Regions from separate parts of the Sus scrofa genome. Here regions 2, 3 and 4 are each linked to region 1. The links are chromatin contacts, called in public Hi-C and HiChIP or PLAC-seq maps. All regions are on one chromosome and are shown on one strand. The core of a region is the stretch at or near the end of the contact, and the rest is flanking DNA. Distances in the headings are between cores, read along the strand shown.

Evidence for each region. Hi-C and Micro-C count contacts between places; a contact is called where the count stands out from the background. HiChIP or PLAC-seq counts read pairs in DNA pulled down with a chosen protein or histone mark.
Region 2: a Hi-C map of liver shows a contact between it and region 1, with 2.8 times the contacts expected there. The contact joins the promoter of IQGAP1 here to the promoter of ZNF592 in region 1. A contact is called at or near these places in 1 of 47 Hi-C or Micro-C datasets (liver) and 1 of 2 datasets of contacts at active chromatin or transcription factors (alveolar macrophages).
Region 3: a contact with region 1 is called in an H3K27ac HiChIP or PLAC-seq map of alveolar macrophages. The contact joins the enhancer-like site here to the promoter of ZNF592 in region 1. A contact is called at or near these places in 2 of 5 promoter capture datasets (fetal liver and liver), 10 of 47 Hi-C or Micro-C datasets (alveolar macrophages, embryonic fibroblasts, epiblast stem cells and 4 more) and 2 of 2 datasets of contacts at active chromatin or transcription factors (alveolar macrophages and skeletal muscle).
Region 4: a contact with region 1 is called in a Hi-C map of skeletal muscle, with 8 times the contacts expected there. The contact joins the enhancer-like site here to the promoter of ZNF592 in region 1. A contact is called at or near these places in 2 of 5 promoter capture datasets (fetal liver and liver), 11 of 47 Hi-C or Micro-C datasets (alveolar macrophages, embryonic fibroblasts, fetal heart ventricle and 6 more) and 2 of 2 datasets of contacts at active chromatin or transcription factors (alveolar macrophages and skeletal muscle).

Annotation. Positions count from the first base shown.
Region 1 is chr7:52,792,607-52,795,306 of Sscrofa11.1, reverse strand. ZNF592 (zinc finger protein 592) reads left to right here and starts at 1,357. Exons shown (of 11, transcript XM_021098901.1): 1 at 1,357-1,463.
Region 2 is chr7:53,019,063-53,021,762 of Sscrofa11.1, reverse strand. It overlaps IQGAP1 (ras GTPase-activating-like protein IQGAP1), which reads right to left and starts at 1,284. Exons shown (of 38, transcript XM_021098910.1): 1 at 1,078-1,284. The coding sequence starts at 1,132.
Region 3 is chr7:52,950,621-52,953,320 of Sscrofa11.1, reverse strand. All of the region lies in intron 2 of ZSCAN2 (zinc finger and SCAN domain-containing protein 2), which reads left to right. Among named protein-coding and RNA genes, the nearest start is that of ZSCAN2, 6.0 kb to the left of the region's middle. Within about 2 kb of position 1,275, at least 14 of the 83 cell types and tissues checked have an H3K27ac peak or open chromatin away from gene starts, as enhancers often do. A contact at or near this core is called in alveolar macrophages, fetal liver and liver, where this site is marked.
Region 4 is chr7:52,617,932-52,620,631 of Sscrofa11.1, reverse strand. The region is part of intron 11 of SLC28A1 (solute carrier family 28 member 1); the gene reads left to right. Among named protein-coding and RNA genes, the nearest start is that of SLC28A1, 34 kb to the left of the region's middle. Within about 2 kb of position 1,336, at least 30 of the 83 cell types and tissues checked have an H3K27ac peak or open chromatin away from gene starts, as enhancers often do. A contact at or near this core is called in alveolar macrophages, skeletal muscle and subcutaneous adipose tissue, where this site is marked.

The sequences.
Region 1 (2,700 bases), core at 108-2,607:
ATCTTTGTGTATCCTTTAAACCTGGTTGGAAGAAGTGTGCCTCTTCTCAGATTTCTTAGCACCCCCCCATCTCGTTTTCCTTTTATGAGATCATGCACCATTAATTATTCTCTCTCATCTTTTTATTCTCCCCTATCAGCTCTTTTGAGTGCACCTCCTCAATTTAAAAGAAAAAAAAAATCACCTTTCTCCTCTGCTCCAACTACCCCTGGAGCTATACATAAGGCCTGCTTTTCTTCCCCTCTCCCTGCCAAACTTCGGGAAAGAACCACCACCCTTTTTACTGCCTTCAGCGCTTCACTACCACTTACTCCCTACTCAAGAGCTCAGCTCAGCTTAGAGTCTGGCCCACAGTCGGACCGGGCTGAAAGTTCCACCCCTCTTGAAGATTGGCCTGTCCTTCCCCGTTCTTCAGACGCACTTCTCCACGGTTGGCAGTGGGTGCTCACTGCCAGACACCAGGGCCTCATCTCTGGGTTCTCACACTATCACCTGGCTGTTGCCTTAATTCCGCCTGTCTCCAGGTACGCTGGGCTCTTGGAAGGTCCTGCTGGTCACCTTCTGGGCCATCTGCCCACCTCTCCGTTCTCACCTTGCACAGTCCTAGCTTCCCCTGTAACTCGGAGGTCTCGCCGTCTATACCCTGGGAGGCACCCGTTGCCAGGCCTTCAACTCTGTTCACCGCGGGTCTCACGGTTCCTCCAGAGGCTCCATTCCTCCGGGCCTTCGTGCAGGTCTCTAGATATAGCAATGACCCAACATTGAGGGCGCACCTAGTAAGCGCCAGGCCCATGCCCCCTCTGCTACCTTTCACATAGCTGCCTACTAGGCTCCACTAGTGCCAGATCTGAGGGAAGAGGACGCCGTCTCAGCTCCTGAGGCGCTCGCCCTCCGCTAGGGCGACACAGCCGCGTAGGCAGATCGTGGCCCTCTAGTGGGAGACCTCGGCCCCGACCTCGGCCCTGCCCGGGAGGCGCGTCAGAGGACGAGAGGCCCAAGTCGCGGAGAGCGGCCGCTGGGCCGGTACCGCTCCGGGTGCTCTGCTGGGCAGGAGAGGCAGGCGAGCCCGCGGGCCGGGCCCGGGTCCGCGAGGTTGGGGTTCTATTTCTTCCCCGTGCCTCCCCTGCCCCGCCCGCCGCCGTCGGGTCGGTGCCGCGCAGCCCGCCCGGGACGGGAGGCGGGAGGCCGAAGGCAAGAGGCGAGAGGCCGGGCCCAGACTGGGGCTGGGGCAGCCGCTCAGCCACACCGCCCTGGGCCGGGCGCCCAGGTCCGAGTCGCCTTCCGCCTCCCCCCACCCCCCCGCGGCCCCAGCCAGGTCCCGCCGCCAGGCCGGCTCCCGCCCCCGCTCCGCCCCCGGAGCCGCAGCCCCGCCCGCCACCGCCGTCGCCATGTTGTGGCTCCCGCAGCCGGCGCTGGGGACGCGCGCGGCCGAGCCCGGGGCCTGCAGCCGCCGCCGCCGCCAGGTAAGCGCCCCCCGCGGGCCGGGCCGGGCGGGGCTTGTGGGCCGGGGCCGCCGCCGAGGCCGCCCTAGCCTGAGCCGGGGCTGAGCGGAGCCGGGGCCGAGCCCGCGCCCGCGCCGAGGCCCGGCCCTGCAGCCAGGCGGACCCTGCTCGCCGCCCGAGGCGGCAGCCACTTCCCCCGACCGCCGCCTGGCGGGCCCCGGCCGCCACCCCACCCCGCCCCCGGCCGACGGGCCGCCTGCCCCTTCCGCCGCCCCGACCCGCCGCTACCCGGCTGGGCGGGCATGCTGCTGTCCTCCTGGCGCGGGACGGGCGGCCGCCCTCGGCGTCGGCCCACGGCCCCCTGCCCGGGCACGGATAACGGTGCCACTTTCCCCCGCTGGGGCGTCCTGTCAGTCGGACCGTCTGGGCCGCCCGAAGAGCTGTCGCCGTCCCGGAGTAGACACTTGGGGGATCGACCTTTTTTGGCGCCCCTCCGTTCCCCTTCGCCCCCCCCCGCCCAAGTTCTGACCCCGGGGGAGGTTTCATCGGGAGCAGACAGGTATTCCTGCCCCGGAGTTGGGGGCCCAGGGAGTGACCAGGCCTGTTGATCAGGGTGGAGGTTGTCTCTGCAGGGGCTTTTCCTGCCAACCTGAGGGGGAGGCTCAATGTGACCCGAGGGAGGACGGGGAGCGTCTGCTGGACAGATGGCCTCCTGGCCTTGGATCAGCGCGTGTGAGGGGGAGGGGTCTGTACGACCTGAGGTGTGCCTGCTTCTGAGAACCCCAGGATTATCAGAACTGCTCAGGGATTTTTAACTTTTTTTTTTTTTTTTCTTCTCCATTTTTTCTTTTGCGTAGGCCAGAGATGGCATTAAAAAGCCTGGATTGGAGTAAATTCACAGACCCACCCAGGGCAGTATGTCTAACACCCAGGACTAGTCTAGAATAGAACTGGAGGAGGGGACTTGGGGGTAAGATGGTATTTGGCTTAGGGTTGGCCCACTTGCCTTCAGCTCTGTGTTCCTGGAAGGGCTGTCTGGTGCATCTGTTGGTGTGTAGAGTGTGGCTAAGGATACAGGATGTGGACATGCCTGGCCTGGTGGGTACTTGGTAGGATTTCAGGGATCTGTTTCCTCAAACTCATAGGTACACTACACAGTGAAAGAGAGCAGGAAGCAAGGTGCTAGCACACACATTTTGATCATTTTCCAATGTTTCCACTGGTCGTGGCTTTGATTCATTCAGCAAAATTTTACTGA
Region 2 (2,700 bases), core at 35-2,534, 230 kb before region 1:
CTCTCCCTCCCCTCCCCCTACCACTGTGCACTCCACACCGCTCAGTTCCCAACCCGCACAGGGCTCTTCTGCTCGTCAATACCTTAGTTCACACTCTTCCTCTTCAGGTCACGTCTCAGGCCCCACCCTGCCCTGTCAAAACGCACAGCATCCTGCAGGGCTCTGTTCAAAAGTCCTCTCTGGGTTCCTCCTGCCTTCCCCAGGCCCCTCCCCCACCCCCACCTTATAGTGTAAGTCCAGCTGGTGCAGGGCATCTCTATCACTCCTTATTATCATTAGATAGTACACCTGCCTGTCTCTCTGATAAAAACATTCTTTCAAGGCAGGGTCTGGTCTTACTCATCTTTGTCACCAACGTGACACAATACCTCGTCGTATATAACTGTTGAGTGAAAGTATCTGAAAACACAACATTATTCATAGAATATAAAATAAAATCGAAAACCTCCAGACTCCAAAGGCCTCTCCTTTGCCCAGTGGTAACTAATCCGCCCGCAGTTCAGTGGGACAGGTACAGAAAATGAGGTTCGGAAAATGAGGAAGTCGGAGGTTTGGGGTTTTTTCCCCTCCACTTTTGAAATCCTGCAGAGGGATCCCGAGAAAGCTGAAGTGACCTGCCCAAGACCGCACCTTTCAGCTAGCCTGGGGCCGGGCAGGTCTGGACCCTGAGTCTACCTCGCAGGCAGCACTCGGGCAGCACCTTCTCACTACGCCCGTGCAGAGCCCGCGTCTCCGGTCCCTGGGACACGCCCTGCCCCGTCCTCCTGCCACCTCACCCTAGGCCGTCTCCCCAATCTTGGCCAAGCTGAGTAGCGGGAGGCGCTGGGTGGGGCCCTCCAGCCGCAGCGCCCGGGAGAAGGCGGGGAGGTCGCCTGGGTCCCCCCCGCCGCCGCCTCGGAGACCGAGGGGGCGCGGGTTAGGGTCCTTGCCGTCCGCCACCCCGCGACACCGGCTCTTCCGGGTACGCGCGGCCCACAGCCACCCTGCCCCACCCGCCCAGCGAGCCCCCGGGTAAACGGCGCCTCGGAAGCAGCGAGCCCGGCCCCGAGACCCCCGCGCTGCGGAGCCCGCACTCACAGCCATAGTGTGGCCGAGCCACGCCCAGTCCGTCAACTTCGTCCGTGGCGGACATGGCGGCCGAGCCCGGGTCTCTGCTCAGGAAGCAGCAAAACCTTGGAGGCGAGGGCGGCGGCGGCTGCTGCTCCTGCACAGTGCGCGGGCTGCCCTGGTCCCGCAGGCCCCGCCCCACGCCACCGGCCCCACCCGAAGGCCACGCCCCACACCGCCGGCCCCACCCGCAGGCCCCGCCCCAGCGGCCCCGCCTTGCCGCGCTGACCAGAGTGAGCGAAAGGAGGCGGGGCCTGACCCTCCCAACGCCTCCACTAGCCCCCGCCCTGCGCCCGCTACGCCCTCAAGAGGCGGAAGGAAGAAGGTGGAGCCTGCCCGCCAATCTTGCTGTCAGCTCCGCTCCACTGACAAGGCCCCGACCCGTTCTGGATCCCTGCCCTCGCCGGCCGCCGCCCCAACCGCACCTCCTACAAAAAGGCCACCAGTGTCGGTAGCTTGAAATAAAAAATGTGGGCACCCTCCTTCTCCTGCTTGCCTAGCCAAACTCTTCTGCACCCGAGTGCTCAGGGAAGGCCTCCTTTGAAGTGGCTCAGCGTGTTGTTGTGAACAGAGGCAAGACCCAAACTGCCTTAAGGGGCTGCACAGTCTGGCAGTCTGACTCAGTCTTCTCCCAGATTCGCCAGCAGTCGCCAGATTTGAACTGCTTAACTCCCCTAAGTATTTGAGAAGTGGATGCTAGAGCAGGAGAATTGTCCAGACTTCCTTCCCTTAGTTTCCTTGCCACTATTCTTTGCAAGTTCTTTTTAGGGCACTCTTTGCCTCTTTTAGGGATGCCTCTTCCCTTGCAACTTGTGGCCTGCCCTGAAAATATTGGAATTCAACGGAATTTTGTGCTCAGCCCTCTTCTGTTTTTTCTTTGCCCGCTTTATCCACGCTCACCTTAAAATGCTAAGGAACTCTAAATGTAATTCTCAGACCAGACTTTCTAGAAGCCCTGGCTCATCGTTTTCCGCTGTGTAATGGACATTTTAACCTGTGAAGCCCACGAACATTTTAAACGTGTCAAACACTGACCCTCCTCCTGTTAAAATCTGTTAATGGTGCTCAGTTCTCAGTCGAAACTTCGCGCTTGGTTCACGCCCTACAGGCAATCGGTATTTTTTTCTGAAGTGTCTTGATTTTGTCTCCATCACTACTGTGATTACATTGTTTAGATTGTCATCACCTCTGTTTTCCCTCATGCCAACCAACTCCCTGTTCTTTCTAAAGTGCAAACACGGCCGTGTTCCTCCATTTTATAGTCTTTTGCTAATACTCCCTTCAGGATGTGGTCCAACTTCCTTAGCATGCCAAATAAGCTACTTCACAACCTGGCCCCGGGCTTTTTGCTCAAGCAATTTTTAGTTTATCCACTCTTCCTTCAAAATATTAAAGTGAGATACTTGAAAACCTATGAAAACAAAATACCCTCATTGAAAAACAGGCAAAAGTTTATTACAAAATCAGAAATTAGTGCTTAAGCTCTTAAGTTTACCATACAAATTTTATTCTGTTTATAAGTCATATTGCCATATTGGCATATTTTACCAATCACTTTTCAAAAACTTTGAATGATTTTTGGTCCCATTCACA
Region 3 (2,700 bases), core at 26-2,525, 160 kb before region 1:
AGCAGCTGCAGCTCTGATTGGACCCCTAGCCTGGGAATGTCCATGTGCCGTGGATATGGCCCTACAAAGCAAAGCAAAAAAAAGGGGGGGGATGTTGATGAGGACTAAGATGACAAACTCAGAGGCATCTAGTCTGGAGGTTTCAGAGGCTGGAAAGGGCAGGTAGTTTGGGGGCAGAATTGTGACAATGCCCAGGGACTTGTGAGATGTGAATAAAGGGTCTTGGGGGGCCTGCTGTGAGCCCAGCACTGCCCTGAGCACCTCCATGTCCATCTCACTGACAATCCCATGAGCTAGCAAGGATCCATCATTTTACAGATGTGGAAATGGAAGTTCAAGCTCCTCCTTGAGGTCACACAGCTGGTTAGTGATGGAGCCGGGATTCAAACTCAGCCTGTTTGCTGAGTTTGTGTTTGGTAGATCCCAGGTTTTGTTTTAAGCAAAGTACCCGATTTTCTTCACCCTGAAAAATAACTTTTACTTTTATTCTTCCTACTTAAAAAAGCAAAAACCTCTCAACCTATTAAAAACCTTTACTTTTCTCCTGATGGATGTAGCGAGTTTGTAGTGAACCTCAGGATCAGACACCAAAGAGAGGGCAGAGGCCTGGAGGGCTGCAGGTCTCATCTGGTGTCTCTGAGGCAATGACAGGCTCCCCACCGTGCCAGCCCTCCCTGTCTGGCTTGCTGGAGGGGCCTTGTGCCATTCATCTTCCATGGGACATCTCAGATGAGGAATGTCCCAGACTGAGTGGGTTTGTCAGGGCCCTGATTGCTGTCTTTGTTGGTTTGCATTTGTTTAACCCATGCTCCCGACCTTCCTTGTGATTGCTCAAGAGAAACCTCTGCAGTTAACTCCATCCCTTCTCAAAACGTTTACTCAACATAAGACCGCTTGACCTCTAGTCTGTTTGTCCAGCTCAGGACCTTTGGCCGCACTTTTCCACCACAGGGCATTTCAAGGCCTGGTTAGACAGCAGTTGTTTAATATTTGACTAGCAGGCACCTCTAGGTGCTCACAGTTAAAATATCTTGTGATTCCAGTTGAGATGGGATATGAATTAATGGGTTAACGTGGTAAAGCTCATCTCTCTTTGCATTTCCCATGGACGTTTTCATCCCCATACCCCGCCTTCACTCAGGCTCTCTGTATTTCACCTGATGTCTTGCAGCAGCCTGCAAAGGGAACCTGCCTTCAGCCCCTTCCCCTTCATTGCAGCTGTTCCACTCCTCCCCTAGTGGTCAGGCACTGTCCTGCTCAAATGTTTTCTTGAGTTTCCCAGTGTCTCCACATCAAGCAGGATTGGTTTGTTCTGCTTGCAGCCTGTGGCCCAGACAGCCCCTGGCTGGTCCTCCCCTGACTCACCACTTGCCACAGCTCTTTGTTCCATTCAGACCAGATCTTGCTGTTTTTTTGAACACAGCCTGTACTTTCCAGCAGCCACCTGTGCTCCTGAATTTTGATGTGGAATGGCCTTGTGCATCCCTATGTGATAAAATCTTGGTTGTCTTTGAGTTCCTGACTTTGGAGTCCTGCTCCATAAAGCTGTCCTTACTGCCAGCTCCTCTTTCCTGTCTCCTCTTCCACCTAAGAGCATCTCTGACGACCTCTGCCAGAAGTCATCTCCCCGAGAACATTCGGATTCTCCTTCTTGTTTTGACTTTTTATCATACTGCATCTTGTTTTCTATTTATATGAAGACTTGTCTTCTTTCTTTTAGGAACCTATAATATCCCCAAAGTCAAAGAACCTGTCTTTTTTTTTTTTCTTTCTTCTCTTTAAACCTCTCACAGCACCTGGCACAATGCCCTGCACATAGTGGACCCAGTAAGTATTGTTGGGATGAGGAAATGAATCCTTCCTGCCTCCGTGCAGGTGCGGAGCAGTTCATCTGCTGGGTACATGAAGGAGGCAGACAGCTGCTTCATGCCAGACTTATCTGCCTTTCCTTGAGAAAGCCAAGCTAAACTGCCCCCCCCCTTTTTTTCTTTTTTGGCCACCTCACAGCATATGGAGTTCCCGGGCCAGGGATCAGATCCAAGCCACAGTTGTGACCTATGCCAAAGCGGCATCAATGCCAGATTCTTTAACCCATTGTGCCAGGCTAGGGATCAAACCTGCAGAGATGCTGCTGATCCCATTGTGCCATAGCAGAAACTCCTAAGCTTTCATTTTTGTTTCTTGTTTTTTTGTCTTTTTGCCATTTCTTGGGCTGCTCCTACGGCATATGAGGTTCCCAGGCTAGGGGTTGAATCGGAGCTGTAGCCACCAGCCTACGCCACAGTCACAGCAGTGCGGGATCCGAGCCGTGTCTGCAACCTACACCACAGCTCATGGCAACGCCGGATCTTTAACCCACTGAGCAAGGCCAGGGATCGAACCCGCAACCTCATGGTTCCTAGTCAGATTCGTTAACCGCTGAGCCACAACGGGAACTCCCAAGCTTTCATTTTAAAACAAAATAGTGGGTCAAGCCCAAATTTGGCAGAACACAGCCAGGGGCACTTCAAAATCTAGAAAGGAAGAAGAGATAAGATTGCAGCTTAGACCTGGGAGAATTCTCAGACCAGTAGGTGAGCCAGGCAGCTTAGTCCAGCAAAAGAGCACCTACTCTTAGGTTTTCACTCTTGGAAGCTCCATGTTAATCCTTTGCTTATATTTAGCAAACTCGATGAATATTATCATACTTATGCTTTTAAT
Region 4 (2,700 bases), core at 87-2,586, 170 kb after region 1:
CCAGGGCCGCTGTGACGGTGAGAGGAGAGGCTTCACCTGAGTAAGGCGGGTTGGGCGGGCTGGACCATCCGGGCTTCTCACACAGCCAGTAGGAGCAAAGGTTTCCAGTGTTCTGCTTACTGAGCACCTACTACGTACCAGACAAAGCACTAGGTGCTTTCGTATCTTCATTTCACAGATGAGGAAATTGAGACTCAGAGTTAAGTGAGATGCCAACGCCAGGATTTGAGCCCAGATCTGTCCGACTCCAAAACTAACACAGACCCACACCTTCGCTGCCCCGGGGATCTGTCCTACTCTTTCTGCACCCTCACCTCCTTGCCTCTTGTGCCCCCTCTGAGCACACGTCCTTCCTCTGCTCCCATATTACTCCTTGTGCAGCTTTTGGAGCACCATTCATTTCCAGGTCAAATTCCAGTGGTATGAATGGGCTTAACCAATCACATCACTGCTGCCTGGCAAAGAGGAAGGAATCTTCGACATGACCCCTACAAAGTGCCTGCTAATAACGCTTTGCATTTGTGTAAAGCACCGTACTTGTTTGTGCTTTCACATGCACGTCTTTAAAGATCCTATTTTTTTCTCTATTAACTATCAAAGAAGTTCTTGCTTCTTGCAGAAGTGAATAAAGTTTTTAAAAAAATCTTCTTCACTCCCACTTCCCATGGAGAACTAGATGACAAGAGCAGTTCTCAAAGGGTGTGTGTGCTCAGGCCAGCAGCGCCAGCTTTACCTGGGAACTTGTTAGAAACACTAATTCCTAGAGTTCCTGTTGTGGTAACGATCCCGACTAGTATCCATGAGGATGTGGGTTCCATCCCTGGCCTCACTCAGTGGGTCGGGGATCCGGTGTTGCTGTGAGCTATGGTGTAGGTCACAGACAAGAAAAGGCTTGGATCCGCATTGCTGTAGCTGTGGCGTAGGCCGGCAGCTCCAGGTCTGATTTGAACCCCTAGCCTGGGAACTTACATATGTTGGGGGCATGGCCCTAAAAAGCAAGAAAAAAAAAAAAAAAAAAAAAGGAATGCAATTCTAGAACTCTCTCCCTTTCCCACATTCTGCCTTGTAGCTCAGCCTCCTTTCCTTCCCTTTCTCAGGCCAGAGTCCAGCCCCTAGCCCCAGGCAGTGGGGCCTCCTCGCAGAAGAGGCCTGTGTACCCATTTCCCTCTAGCTTTACAGAAAGCACAGAGCCCGCAAGGATCAGCCCTGTGGCAGCGGGTCTCCAGCCACCGTAGCTGGCCCGGTGAAAGGCCCATAGCTGACTTTTCCCTCCTCCCGTCCCATCTCTGGATCTGTCCCCAGTCTGTTAACAGGGAAGCTCTCTTCTGCCTCCGCCTGGCTCCTGGATGCCACTGCAGCACCCTGGGCTTTTCCCCAGAGCCCTGTCTCTGTAGCCTCTCCACTCTCCTTTGACTCCCTCCTCCAGGCAGTTCCTCACTATATCTTTGGCTTTGCCCTTAGCCCCTGAATTCCCGAGAGATCCCCCTTATTTTCTCCTCCTTTTTCTTTGTTGCCCAACTTCTGACTCCCTCTGCCCTGCACCCCTCCTACTGCTAAAATCTGGCTAGCTCTAGACCTGCGCTTTCAGACACAGTAGCCAATAACCACACATGGCTATTAAGCACTTGAAGTGTAGCCAGTCTGAAATGAAATCCGCTCTGAGATTTAGTATGAAAAAATGATTAATATATCTTATTAATAGGTTTTATGTTGATTACATGGGTAGAAAGATAATATTTTAGATATATTGGGTTAAATAAAATACATGATTGACATTAACTTCATCTGTTTCTTTTTACTTTTTAAATTGGCTTCTAGACAATTTTTTTTTTTCTTTTTTGGCCACCCTGTGGCATACGGAGTTCCTGGGCTAGGGATCAGATCCAAGCCACAGTTGTGGCCTAGGTCACAGCTGTGGCAATGCTGGATCCTTAACCCATTGTGCTGGGCTGGGGATCGAACCTGCATTCCAGGGCTCCAGAGATGCTGCCAATCTCATTCATCACAGCTGGAACCCCTAGACAATTTTAAATCAATCACAAGTGTGCTTCCCATTATATTTAGATAACACTGGTCTAGATCTTCTCCTTGGTCTGAGATCCCAAGGGTCACTTGACTGAATCCTTTCACTGCGACCTGAAAAGGGACATTGTGACATGTCCTTTTTCAGCATGTTTCCCAAAAGCTTTAAAGCAGGCACTAGCTTTGTCTGTGCTGGCCCCAGATACTGGGTCTCCTTCCTTACCCCTTTGGTTCAGGACCAGTGTGAGATATGTGCTTTGAGCTGTGAACACAGGCTGGGTTGTGCCCCTCAATCAATTGTTCAAGAGTGGAGCCTCTGAGACCAGTTCTGTGAAGTCCCAAGCAGGGCCAAGTGAGAGTCCATCACATGCTTAGTTTTCACTTCTTACTGCCCACCTCACAGCAGTTTTAAGAATTAAATGCAATAATAGACAGAAAACACTTGGCATAATGTTCAAGAAGTGGTCAGGGTTAGAAATCCATCCTTTTAAAACTGGCTCGTTTTATGCTATGTAATTGTCTGGGTTTCTAGCTTTCTTGGTAAAGATATTTTTGAACATTCAAATGAGGGGCTCAGACCCTCTCTGTCTCTTTACATGGGAACCCTTTGGGTAGAGAGAGGAAGGTCTTGGGCGGGAGTGGGTCCTGGATGCTTGAGGAGTCGCTGGCTTGAGGAAT